2 separate regions of the Pan troglodytes genome follow, and region 1 is linked to region 2. The links are chromatin contacts, called in public HiChIP or PLAC-seq maps. All regions are on one chromosome and are shown on one strand. Each heading gives the region's core, a stretch centred on a gene start, on an enhancer-like site or on the middle of the called end of the contact. The rest is flanking DNA. Distances are from core to core; before and after follow the strand shown. Region 1 holds the start of ACBD6 (acyl-CoA binding domain containing 6). Region 2 holds the start of IER5 (immediate early response 5).

Region 1 (5,380 bases), core at 2,834-5,333, 570 kb after region 2:
TGTGTTTATGTGTGTATGTTTTGATAAATTTTAACTTTTTATAATACATTTGTGGGCCGGGAGCAGTGGCTCACACCTGTAATCCAGCACAAGGCGGGTGGATCACCTGAGGTCAGGAGTTCAAGACCAGCCTGACCAACATGGTGAAACCCCATCTCTACTAAAAATACAAAAATTAGCTGTGCGTGGTGGCGGGCACCTGTAATCCCAGCTACTCAGGAGGCTGAGGCAGGAGAATCACTTGAACCTGGGAGGCAGAGGTTGCAGTGAGCCAAGATCGCTTCATTGCGCTCCAGCCTGGGCAACAAGTGAGGCTCCGTCTCAAAAAAAAAGTTATATTTGTGTATATTTTAGGGTATTAAATGATAAAAGATGAGTATCTACATATTTTATGCATCAATGACATACTTTTCTTAATTTTTCAATATTTCTAGGCTATACAGTTTATCTGTTTTTTAAATTGTTGCAAATATCCAAAACTTTTTCCAATATATGTAGAAAAAAACCCGTGTATAAATGTATGCACAGAGTTCAAAATTGTGTTGTTCCAGGGTCAACTGTACTATCTTTCCCAAAAAAATGGGTGAAGGGAAACACTAATGGTAAAATATCTGTCTCCTCAGTGTCACCAGATCCTGAGAGTTTTGGGATTTCGATAGACTCTTCAAGAAATAAAAGCTTCTCAAGTGTCAATGTCCTTTGGGCAGAGACCTCCAGGAACACATCTGTAGTTAACCAAGTTGGAATTATTTCTGGTTGCAGTGAGGAAGAACACACACCTTGAGGAAGAATGGGCTGCCTCGGTAAAAGGGTGTTAAGAAAGAACCTATTATACGATTTGGGCTTTGTGGTGATTTGGGGGAGCATCTAAGGAAGCGGGAATATGCTCTCAATTGGATGCAGTCAGAAAGCTGGGGGAAGTCTATGATTGTGTCAGCAGGGAAACGTATCCGAGTCACACGACTTCAAAATAGTAATACCAGTGGTGAATCCCTTGGGGTCTGCAGCACCCTCAATTCTGGCCTCCTCCGAATAAAGTATTCAACTGACGGACATAAGGAAGAAGGAGAGACCCAAGCAAGTTTTAGAGCAGGAGTAAAAATTTATTTAAAAGCTTTAGAGCAGGAATGAAAAGAAGGAAAGTATGCTTGGAAGAAAGCCAAACAGGCAACTTGAAAGGCAAGTACACAGCTTGATATTTTGACTTGGTGTTTGTTTTTGTCTTGAGACAGATTCTTGCTCTGTTGCCTAGGCTGGAGTGTAGTAGCGCGATCTTGGCTTGCAACCTCCACCTCCCAGGTTCAAGCAATTCTTGTGCCTCAGCCTCCTGAGTAGTTAATTTTGTTTTTTTTGTTTTTTGTTTTTTGGTTTTTTTTTTGTATTTTTAGTAGAGACAGGGTTTCACCATGTCTCTCACCATGTCTCTACAGGGTTTCACCAGTTGGCCAGGCTGGTCTCAAACTCCTGACCTCAGATGATCCGCCCGTCTCAGCCCTGCAAAGTGCTGGGATTACAGGCGTGAGCCACTGTGTGCCTGGCCTTGGGGTTTTATATATTGGCTTACTTCTGGGGTCTTGCATTACTTCTCCCCGATTCTTCCCTTGGGGTGGGCTGTCCGCATACACATGCTTGAGCCCACTCGCCCCACTCCTGAGATCTTATCGGGAAGCTGCTGATCACTAGTTTCAGGTGTTTTCTATCAGGAGCCTGCTGTTCCCTGGTGCCAGCTGTGATCAATTATTATTTTAGTGAGACAGTTAACAACCGCTTGACCATCACCTGATGGTTGCCCGACATTACTGATATGTGTGTGTGGTGTGGAGCCCTCTCCTGCCCTGCTCATTCCTGACTAGCTACCCACTGTAACAAGATTGAGATCTTGGGCACCTCAGTCTTATCTATAGAGAAGTGGCTAGCATGAGAATAAAGCTGCAATTTTAAAGTAGTAGTAGTTATTTGTTTGGGCCAAGAAAAAGGTGTTGTATTTTGTAGTCAGTAAAGTGAGCTTTTTGTCTGTGCTTAGAAAAGCTTAATGAAGTGGTTTGCTTTGTATCATTGTATCATGATTTCAGAGTGACCTTGTCTGCGTGAGATTATTTCTCTTCAATAGGAGAATAACAAGGCCTAGCTGTGAGTGTCAGGCCAGCTTCTCAATGTTAAGGACTCTTTCCTTTTTCTTTCTTACATGTTAGTTTTATAATACATTTTTCATTCAAATATACATACAGAAAAGTACATAAATTATAAATGAATTTTCATAAAGTGAACACATCAGTGTACTAATGTTCGGCTTAAGAAACAACATATCCAACTTCCAGAAGTCCCCTTCATACACCCTTCAGATCACTAACCCTGAGGTTACCCACTATCCTGAGTCTAACACCACAGATTAGTTTTGCCTGATTTTGAATTTTTTATGACTAGAAACATGTAATATGCACTTTTTTGAGTATAGGCTTATACTCAACATTATGTTTGAGATTCATTCATGTTATTCTGTGTCATTGTAATTAGTTCATTCTCACTGATGAATAGTATTCCATCATGTAAGCACACCAGTTTATCTCCATTCTAGTGTTGATGGACATTCGGGAGCTTCCAGTTTGGAGCAATTAGGAATTAGTTCACAGTGCTGCTATGAATGTTCTCCTACATGTTTTTGGTGAATGCCATGTATATATTCCCGCTGGGGAGGAGTCGAATTGTTGTATATTTATGTTCAGCTTTAGTAGATAATGCCAAACATTTTTCCACAGTGATTGTACCAATTTATGCTCACACCAGCAGTGTAAAAGAATTCTGGTTGCTCTCTTTCCCATGTTATGTAAACTCTTCCAGAATACAGAAAAAGATGAAAACTTCTAAATGCATTCTACAAGGATTCTATTACCTTGATACAAAATTGAGAAAGTATAGAAAAGGAAAAGTATAGGTTAATGACATCTTTAAATGGAACTGTAAAGATAATGAAAATATTAGCAAACTGAACCTACAAATTTTTTTAAAAAACCAAACCAGGACCAGAATGGGTTTATTCCAACAACAGAAGTAATGCTCAAAACTAGGAGGTTTTGAAATAATGCATACTAATTTATCAATGTTAGCTATTATATAATTCATTAAATCCCAAATTTATTTTTGTTAATATAATTCATTAAAATAGAAACTGTTAATATAATTCCTTTCGAAGACTAGAGGAGAAAAGCAGATAATCTCCAAAGATGCCAAAAAAGCCGTTGATAATATTCAATTCTCACTTTAATAAAAATTCTAGAAACAAAGATATAAAAGTCCACGTTCTCTCTCCTTCAGTCTACTTGTCGGGTTCATCATCCATTATTACCCCACATGAAAGCTAACTTCTTTTTCCTTGCTCCTCCATTTGCTAGCTGTGCAGCCTTTGACAAGTTACTTAACCACTCTGTGCTGATTTCCTATGTGTAAAATAAGAGTACCTACCTTATGTTGTAATGATCAAGTCCTCAATACATTATTCTTAATCACTTTTTAATTGCAAGAATTTGGTCATTAAACATCCCTTTGACTGGATTGCGAGCACCTTGACAGCAGGGACTAACAGTGGAACTTAAGGAATGTTTGTTGAATCCTGATGCAAGCTTTCTCACCTTCCTGTGTTCTCTCATTGCTTCCTCATCCTGTCCAGCCGTCCGTCCACCCGTCGCAAGCCTAACCCCAGTCAATAACCACTGTTTACAACACTTTCTTTGTACCCTTCTTATAGTGCTTATTACATTGTTTTGAATACTAAATGAATATATAGTGCGTCGTTGTGTTTAACATTTAGGACATAACCACTCATAATGTTACAGTTAAAAAAATAGTTTTGTGCATTCCTCTAGGGCCGAACTGTGCCGTACTTCTGGTTTCACTGTATAGTGTCTACAAAGCACAGTGTCAAAGACACAGCTCGGGATGAGAACTGGGCTAAGGCGCGCCCCGCACTCCCCAAACCCTATTATTCACGGCCCGGAGAGGTGCGGGCTCCGAAGGTGTGGAGAGCGAAACACGCAGAGCAGTGATTCCACTCATCAGTCACACAGTAAGGCGGGACAGCCCCATCTCGCAGTTTTTCATTATTCAACACAGAGCCCAACGCGCACGCAACAGATCCGCGCGCAGGGCTGTTTGGGGGCGCTTGGGGCGCACAGTCTGGGGCAGGCGGAACCTCAGTCCTCAGCCCCGCGTTTCCCGCGACTCCGCTCTCACCGCTACACTACCACACAAACGGCCTCCTTCCCCCACCCCCGGGGGCCCATCCCGGTGGCGGGCTCCGGAGCTCGGGACTGCTAATTTCAGCGAAACGATTAAAAGACGCCCCTACAGCTGACGGCACTTTCTCTCCCCCGGCAGGGAAGGACGTCCAGCGTAGCGTCGCCCACGCTTCCCCGCCGGCGCAGAGCAGGCCTCACAGAAGCGCACGCCGCTGGCACGCACGCCGCCCCGCCCCCACGTCCCAGCGCCAGCCGCGCCCCGCGCTTGCACGCATCCCGGCCTCACTGCCCCTCGACTCTTGTTCCGTTGGAGGGGCCTGAGGCGAGCTTGAGCGCGCTTTTGGCCGGAGGGAAGCCGGAGGAGACCGGGTCGACTGGGCAGAGCGGCAGAGGGTCGAGGAGCCTGCTCTGCACGCCCAGGGAGTAGAAGTGGGCAGGGAGCAGGGTCACGTGAGGGAGCACGCCGCGACTGAGCTTGGGTCCGACTGGAGCTCAGGCTCGCGACCCAGACTGGTGGGCCAGGCCTCCAAGCCGGCCTTACACCCAATCCAAGGAGGACAGACCGGACACAGAGGGACGGAGCGAGCAAGGAGACATGGCCTCATCATTCCTGCCCGCGGGGGCGATCACCGGCGACAGCGGTGGAGAGCTGAGCTCAGGGGACGACTCCGGGGAGGTGGAGTTCCCCCATAGCCCTGAGATCGAGGAGACCAGTTGCCTGGCCGAGCTGTTTGAGAAGGCTGCCGCGCACCTGCAAGGCCTGATTCAGGTGGCCAGCAGGGAGCAGCTCTTGTACCTGTATGCCAGGTACAAACAGGTAAAGTAGCAGGGAGAGGGTGGATGGGGGAGAAAGACACGGAGCCTTCTTCCTCAACAACTGATAGCAAGCATGTATGGTTAATAGCTAGGTGTAATGAAGCTTGTGTATGTGTATTTTGTTTTGGTTTTTTTTGACCATCTGCTGGGGATGAGCATCATCCTGAACGTGGACAAGATGTTTGCTTTCCTAGGAGTGATGTTTATTTAGCTGGACACTGGACATTGTTTTTCTGTTTTTTTCTCTGACTTATTCAGTGATCTTGCATTTTACCAGCCCAAGAACCTTTACAAAATGAAGATAAAATGAGATATATCATTCATTTACTCTT
Region 2 (6,184 bases), core at 1,166-3,665:
GACCTTAGAAAAGGCAGTTGTAGTGGCAGGTTTCTAGAACCTGACAGGTCGCTGATATTAGTATCTAATAGCAGTCCTCTGATCTAGGAGGAAAAATTAAACGTGTCTCTCTTGATACTTAGTGGAGTCAGTAAACAATGTCCTCAGTCTGCGAATGACTGATACTAAGAACCACACCTTCAATTTTCTAGCTCAGGCCCTGGTTTCCCTCCTCCCACTTCCCTCCCAACCCAGGCAGGTTATTACAGACAAGCAGGCAGTTACGTTGCTTCAAAATATTTAATACGTGTTAGACACGTAGAAGTTACATTTTTATACAAAAATCAATACAACGAAGGAGAAAATACTGTACAAAAACCTTATCAGCTCCCCCAACCTTTATACAACAAAGACTGGAGTCACCATATCTACAAAACCATAAGGTCTTTCCACTTCGGGCTTCTGTCTGTAAACTCTCATTTAACACTTTTTAAAAGCACTGTGTAGTACTTCTGACCTAGAGCTTTTAAAAATATATCTTTTCTCTATAAACTCCATTATTTCCAAGCTTGAACTCTTCTGTGAAGTTCGTCAAGCTTTTTCTCCCCTGCGGGGAAGCAAAGGACCGTTAATACGCCCCTTTCCTAGAGTAATCACAGGATATAAACGTTTCTTCATTGGGAGAGAAAGGTGGGGAGGGACAGAAGGAATCCAAGTCTGTGCTCTTGGCTAAATCCCTCTCGTCTTAGGAAATCCTGTGCGGAAACGCCACTCCTGGCCCTGAAGCGGGTCTAGCTTTCCGGTGAGGGGTGGGTGTAAAGTCCCTCCCTCCCCGGAGAACGAATGGGGAACTCCCCGACCCAAACCTTTTAGCCGCTTCCTTCTCCACGCAGCCGGCAGAGGAAAGTCCCTGTCTGCCCCCAATCTCTTAAACCCTGGGGAAGGAGTGGTGCATTCCAGAAGAGCAAAATAGTCTTAATGCCACAAGACAAACTTACATACACAGACATACACAAACACAAAAGTTAACGATCGTCCTCTTCCAATGAGCCTCAAGCTCCCAGGTCTCCAGATAAGCCAGATGCGCCCGGGGGCAGTTTGCGATGCCCAGAGGCAACCAGTCTGCCCAACGCGCTCAGCGCCCGCGGTCTCTGGGCGTCCTCGCAGCCGGGAAGGGCCTGGCCCTCACTTCGGGGACGCCCGCTGCTCCACCTCCTCCCCGCAGGGGGGCCAAGGGCTCAGAAAGCCACGATGGCTGTGCTCCAGGGGTTCATGTCTCTCAGCACCGGCTTATCGCAGCAGATCTGCCCGGGCTCGGCGGCTTCCGGACCGCTCTCCTCTCCCTCCTCTTCCTCCCTGCCGCCCCCGGGGCTTTTCCGTAGGAGTCCCGAGAAACTGGAACCGAAGATGCTGATGAGGTTAGCCACGTTCCCGGTCTCCATCTCCTCCGCGTCGTCGTCCTCTCCTCCACTCGGCGGCTGCTCTAAGTTCCGGCGGGGCTTCTTGAGCGGGGTCGAGCCGGGCGCCGGGCAGCCCGCTGGGCCGCCGCCCACCCCCGCCGCGCAGCGCTTCCTGGGGCACACCGCGGGCGGCGCGGGGGGCTCGTCCTCGGCTGGTCGCGGCGCGCAGCAGCAGGCAGCGCGGGGGGTCGCGGCCGGTGTACCCGGCGGGTCCTCCCCGCCTAGGGGGCAGCCGCAGGGGCGGCGCGCGGCACGAGATACCTCAGGAAAGACGCCCCAGCCTCCGGCGGTACCCTCGGCTTCTCTGGCTGCCGCCTGGCGCGGCCCCTCCACGCGGCTCCAAGCAGCTTCCGTCGCGTCCGCCTCTCCGCCCTGAAAAACGTCCCCGACTCCAGTCACCGTGGCCACCGGCACCTCGTCCCCTACCCGCGGCGCGTCTGAGACGGAGGAGCGCTCCGGCTGCGGCTCGGTCTCCGGCCAAGAGGCACGAGCGGCGGGCGGGGGCGGCTCTCCCCAGCCGGCGGGTGGCCCGGCCGCCGGCTCCCCGGGCTGCTGCTGCGGTGGCGGTGCCGGGGTCCCAGCGGGACCGGCCAGGTAGAGGCCGGGGCACGGGTCGCTCAGGTAGACTTGGCGGGCGCTGCGCAGCACCAGCGAGACCAGGAGGTTCTTATGCAGCTTGATGCCGCCGCGCTGGACCCGCGAGTTGTAGATCTTGCCCAGAGAGATGCTGACGATGCGGTGAGCCTCCAGCTTGAACTCCATCCTGCTTCCCCTGCACAGGGCCGTCGGCGCCGGGGTGACACGTTTGGAAATTGGGAGGGAACGGGAGGCGCAAACAAGTCCGCCCCCTGGGCACACCCTCGATCACCTAAGACTCCGAAGAGAAACGACTCTGGTGACGCGCGCGCAGATCTACTAACCTCTCCACACAAGACAACTTCCCCGTTTCGGGTCCGGTCGCTAAACAGGGCAGCCCGGCAGCCTCGCGTCTTATATAGGCTCCTCGACCGCCAATCACGAAGGGCCGCCAACCGTTCCGGGGCTGGCCGGCGCGCCCTCGTGCGCCGCGCACGGCCAATCGGAGCCCGAGGAGGGGCGCCAGGGCCCGTTCGAACGTTAGTCCCGCGGAGCAGGCTCTTAAAGGGGGCGACGGCTTGCGGCCGCAGACCAGGCCCGTGGGGAGTGAATGTTGGGGACGGTGCTCGAGAGCGCTACCGTTTGGAGTTACAGATTCTGGCTTGTGCGATGGCTTGCCGGAACCAAAGCGAACAAAATATTCGAACTTTCTTCCGAACACGGTGGTGGACTCTGTTCTGCCATAAAGTCCTGATCCTTCCCGGATCGACTCCGCCCTCACCAGCCACGCCACCGTTTCCAGGCCGGCCACACCTGTAAGCGACCCCCCTCAACCCTGGCAAAAATAGAGATGGTGGCCATACGCGGCGGAGGACACCCCTGGATAACAAATAGTATTACTGCAAAGTATTTGGCAATCATTATTTTTGGATGAGCCGCTTTCCCCGCTAGAGTCACATACACTCTTAGCAGCTGTCAGTTCTAACCCCAAAGGAAAGGGGGATTCCAGAAGTTTTTGGCTAGGTTTTTGGCTTCTTATCAAGGAATCGTGTCTAGATACAAAGTTATTGGTTGTCCTCTAAAGCTGGCATCTTTCACTTTGTTCTCTAGATTCTAGAACAAACCCAGTTATCAAATAAGTTAAATGGAAGATGTTACAGGTTCTCCACAATGATTTTTTTTCCTTTTTTTTTTCATTTCCATTTTTCCATTACAAGGACTGACCCAGTCCACCCTTGGAAAAATCGAGCAAGTTCTGAAAATAAAAAGAAAGAAGTCCTGTGTTCCCATGATGATGTCATAATTTCATTTCGTGTCAAGGTAAAAATATAGTGCTAGGGAGTTCCAGAATTTTCTGGTCAGTCAACAACTTAGTCCATCTACTGGTCCTTATAAGTATATCAGGACACAATTACCACGGGGTTGCCCAGGGTCCTGGACTGGAAACATGGAGTCACTTCCAGTTAGTTCCACCGAAGCTCCACCACAGACCTGCCTGAGGACTCTGGGTAAATAACCTCAGGCCGCTTCAATGTCTCCACTGCTGAAAAGGGGGAAGTCACATACACATCTGCTTTATTGTACAGACGATAAATGACAACTTCTCAGCCACAATCTGAATGAGAAAACTAAGCACTGCTTTCTTGGAGTCCATGTGGAACCCTGGGCCTGATCCTGCCCCGGGGTTGGTCAAGCAATGAATTTATTTAGGAAAAATACCAGTGAAGAGTGGGCTTGATCATGACCAATTCACAATCTCCAGAGGATGTGATGGCTCAATAGCATTACCTGTGCCCACAACTGATGGTAACTGAGACAGCAGGCTCTGAGACCCAGAGTTCCTCCCCTCTAGGAATTTTCAGCCCACGTAGAGGAAGAGATAAAATAATGACACAAATAATTACAAAACCAAATAGCATATATTGAGTAATGACGCAAGAATTTTTCTCTTCTCTTTTTCTTTGCAAGTTATTAGTCACTATAAAGCAATGGCTAAGAGCACAGGCTGAGGAGGCTGGCTTCCTAGGTTGGAATCCCAGCTTCACCTTTCACTTGCTGCATGGCCTCTGGAAAATTATTTCACTTCTCTGTGCTGCTGTCTTTTTTATTACAAAATAATCAGCCGGGTGTGGTGGCTCACGCCTGTAATCCTATCACTTTGGAAGGACAAGGTGGGCGGATCACTTGAGATCAGGAGTTCAAGACCAGCCTGGCTAATATGGTGAAACCCTGTCTCTACTAAAAAAAAAAAAGACAGTAATTAGCCTGGCATGGCGGCAGGTGCCTGTAATCCCAGCTACTCGGAAGGCTGAGGCAGGAGAATTGCTTGAACACAGGAGGCAGAGGTTGCAGTGAGCCGAGATCACACCATTGTACTCCAGCCTGGGCAACAGAGTGAGACTCTGTCTCAAAAAATACAATAAAATAAATATAAATATAATAATAATAATGCCTACCTCTTAGAGTTTTTGTGAGGGTAGAACAAGGTAGCATATGCAAAGCTCATAGAACAGCACCTGGCATATAATAAGCTATCAATGTAGGCTAGTTCTCAGAACACACTACCCCACATACTACCCTGGGGTGGGAGAAGAGGCTGGGAGAAGAAAGGAACATAGATGGGAGAAAGTTTCACCAAAGAAGTTGTATCTGAAGAGGGTGCTGAAAACCTCTGAGGTAGGATCCACAAGTTCCAAGCAGCAGGAGCAACAGAGTCCAGTGTAGGGAACATCTTACTTTGCAGTTGTGCTGGGTACATGCCCAAAAGCAAGTGGGAAAGGCTAGAAACAGAGGCCGAGGCTGCATGATAGTGGGTTGTGGGTGCCTTGATGAGGAGATAGGACCACAGGGACCTTACTAAAGGTTGTTCAGTAAGGGAAGCACAGAATAGATTCTAGAACAGTTGGTGCATAGAAGAGCACATAAAAAGCTCTTGTGGAAATTTAGGCAAAGGGTTGTGAAGACCTGAACTAGATGGAGGCAACAAGAATGAAGAAACTGGCAGGGCGTGGTGGCTCACGCCTGTAATCCCAGCACTTTGGGAGGCCGAGGTGGGTGGATCACGAGGTTAGGAGTTCAAGACCAGCCCAGCCAGCATGGTGAAACCCCGTCTTTACTAAAAATACAAAAAATTAGCCGGGCATGGTGGCACGTGCCTGTAATCCCAGCTACTTGGGAGGCTGAGGCAGGGGAATTGCTGAAACTCAGCAGGCAGAGGTTACAGTGAGCGGAGGTCGCACCACTGCACTCCAGCCTGGGTGACAGAGCGAGACTCCATCTCAAAAAAAAAAAAAAAAAAAGAGAATGAAGAAACTGAGAGACAAAAGAACTTTAGTGATGATCTGGGATGCCCCCACTCACCCATCCAGGCAGGTTATTGCTAGCGTCAGCCTCTTGCCTTCCATGAAGGCTTTCTGACCCGCCTGAGCTGAGCTTTTCCATCATCCACCACTGTACTCAGCACACTCCTTCATCACTGCCCTCATCACTTTCTCCTGTCATGCCCAGTGTCCCTCCCAGACTATGCCTTCATTGAAGGCAGGAGCCCAGCTCATATTTGTAGCCAGGATATGGTGAAAATACATAACAACTGGTGCAGTACAGGCACTAACCATCAGAACAGGGTCCTGGAGGCCCTTACAATGCTAGGGGTTTGGAGGGCTCCTGCAAGAGGGGCTGCTGGCCAGTAAGGGGGTACTCACGGGCTTAGGGCAGAGGTTCTATCAACTGACATGGAAACATTTCAATACTTTAACAACTGGGTTGGCTGTACCAGTGCATACTGAGTGATTATGCACTTGGATTAATGAATTCCTAATAATAATAATGTTTACCAAGCACTGTGCTAGACATAGTACATGCATTATTTAGCGCATTTATAAAGTTCTGAAAGTAGATATCATTATCTTCATTTACATTTAACCTACTTAAAGCTCCAGTGTGGGGTCATGGGGCTAGATTGCCTGGCTCCTGTTCTCACTGCTGTGTGAGCTTTGGAAAGTCATCTCACCTCTAGGTGAAATGGGAAATCCATATTTTAGTTTGCTTATATAGGCAAGTTATTTAACCTCTTTGTGCCTCAGTCTCCTGTGAAAAATGGGAATAATAAAAATAACTAAATTGCTTAGTACAGTTCCTAGCACCATATAAACACTTATAATTCTTAGTTA

Evidence for each region. HiChIP or PLAC-seq counts read pairs in DNA pulled down with a chosen protein or histone mark.
Region 1: a contact with region 2 is called in an H3K4me3 HiChIP or PLAC-seq map of stem cell-derived excitatory neurons, with 2.9 times the contacts expected there. The contact joins the promoter of ACBD6 here to the promoter of IER5 in region 2. A contact is called at or near these places in 1 of 7 Hi-C or Micro-C datasets (stem cell-derived neural progenitor cells) and 1 of 1 datasets of contacts at active chromatin or transcription factors (stem cell-derived excitatory neurons).

Annotation. Positions count from the first base shown.
Region 1 is chr1:68,616,987-68,622,366 of NHGRI_mPanTro3-v2.0_pri, forward strand. ACBD6 (acyl-CoA binding domain containing 6) reads left to right here and starts at 4,084. Exons shown (of 8, transcript XM_524985.8): 1 at 4,084-5,049. The coding sequence starts at 4,828.
Region 2 is chr1:68,044,864-68,051,047 of NHGRI_mPanTro3-v2.0_pri, forward strand. It overlaps IER5 (immediate early response 5), which reads right to left and starts at 2,416. Exons shown (of 1, transcript XM_016933680.3): 1 at 261-2,416. The coding sequence starts at 2,201. The coding sequence ends at 1,218.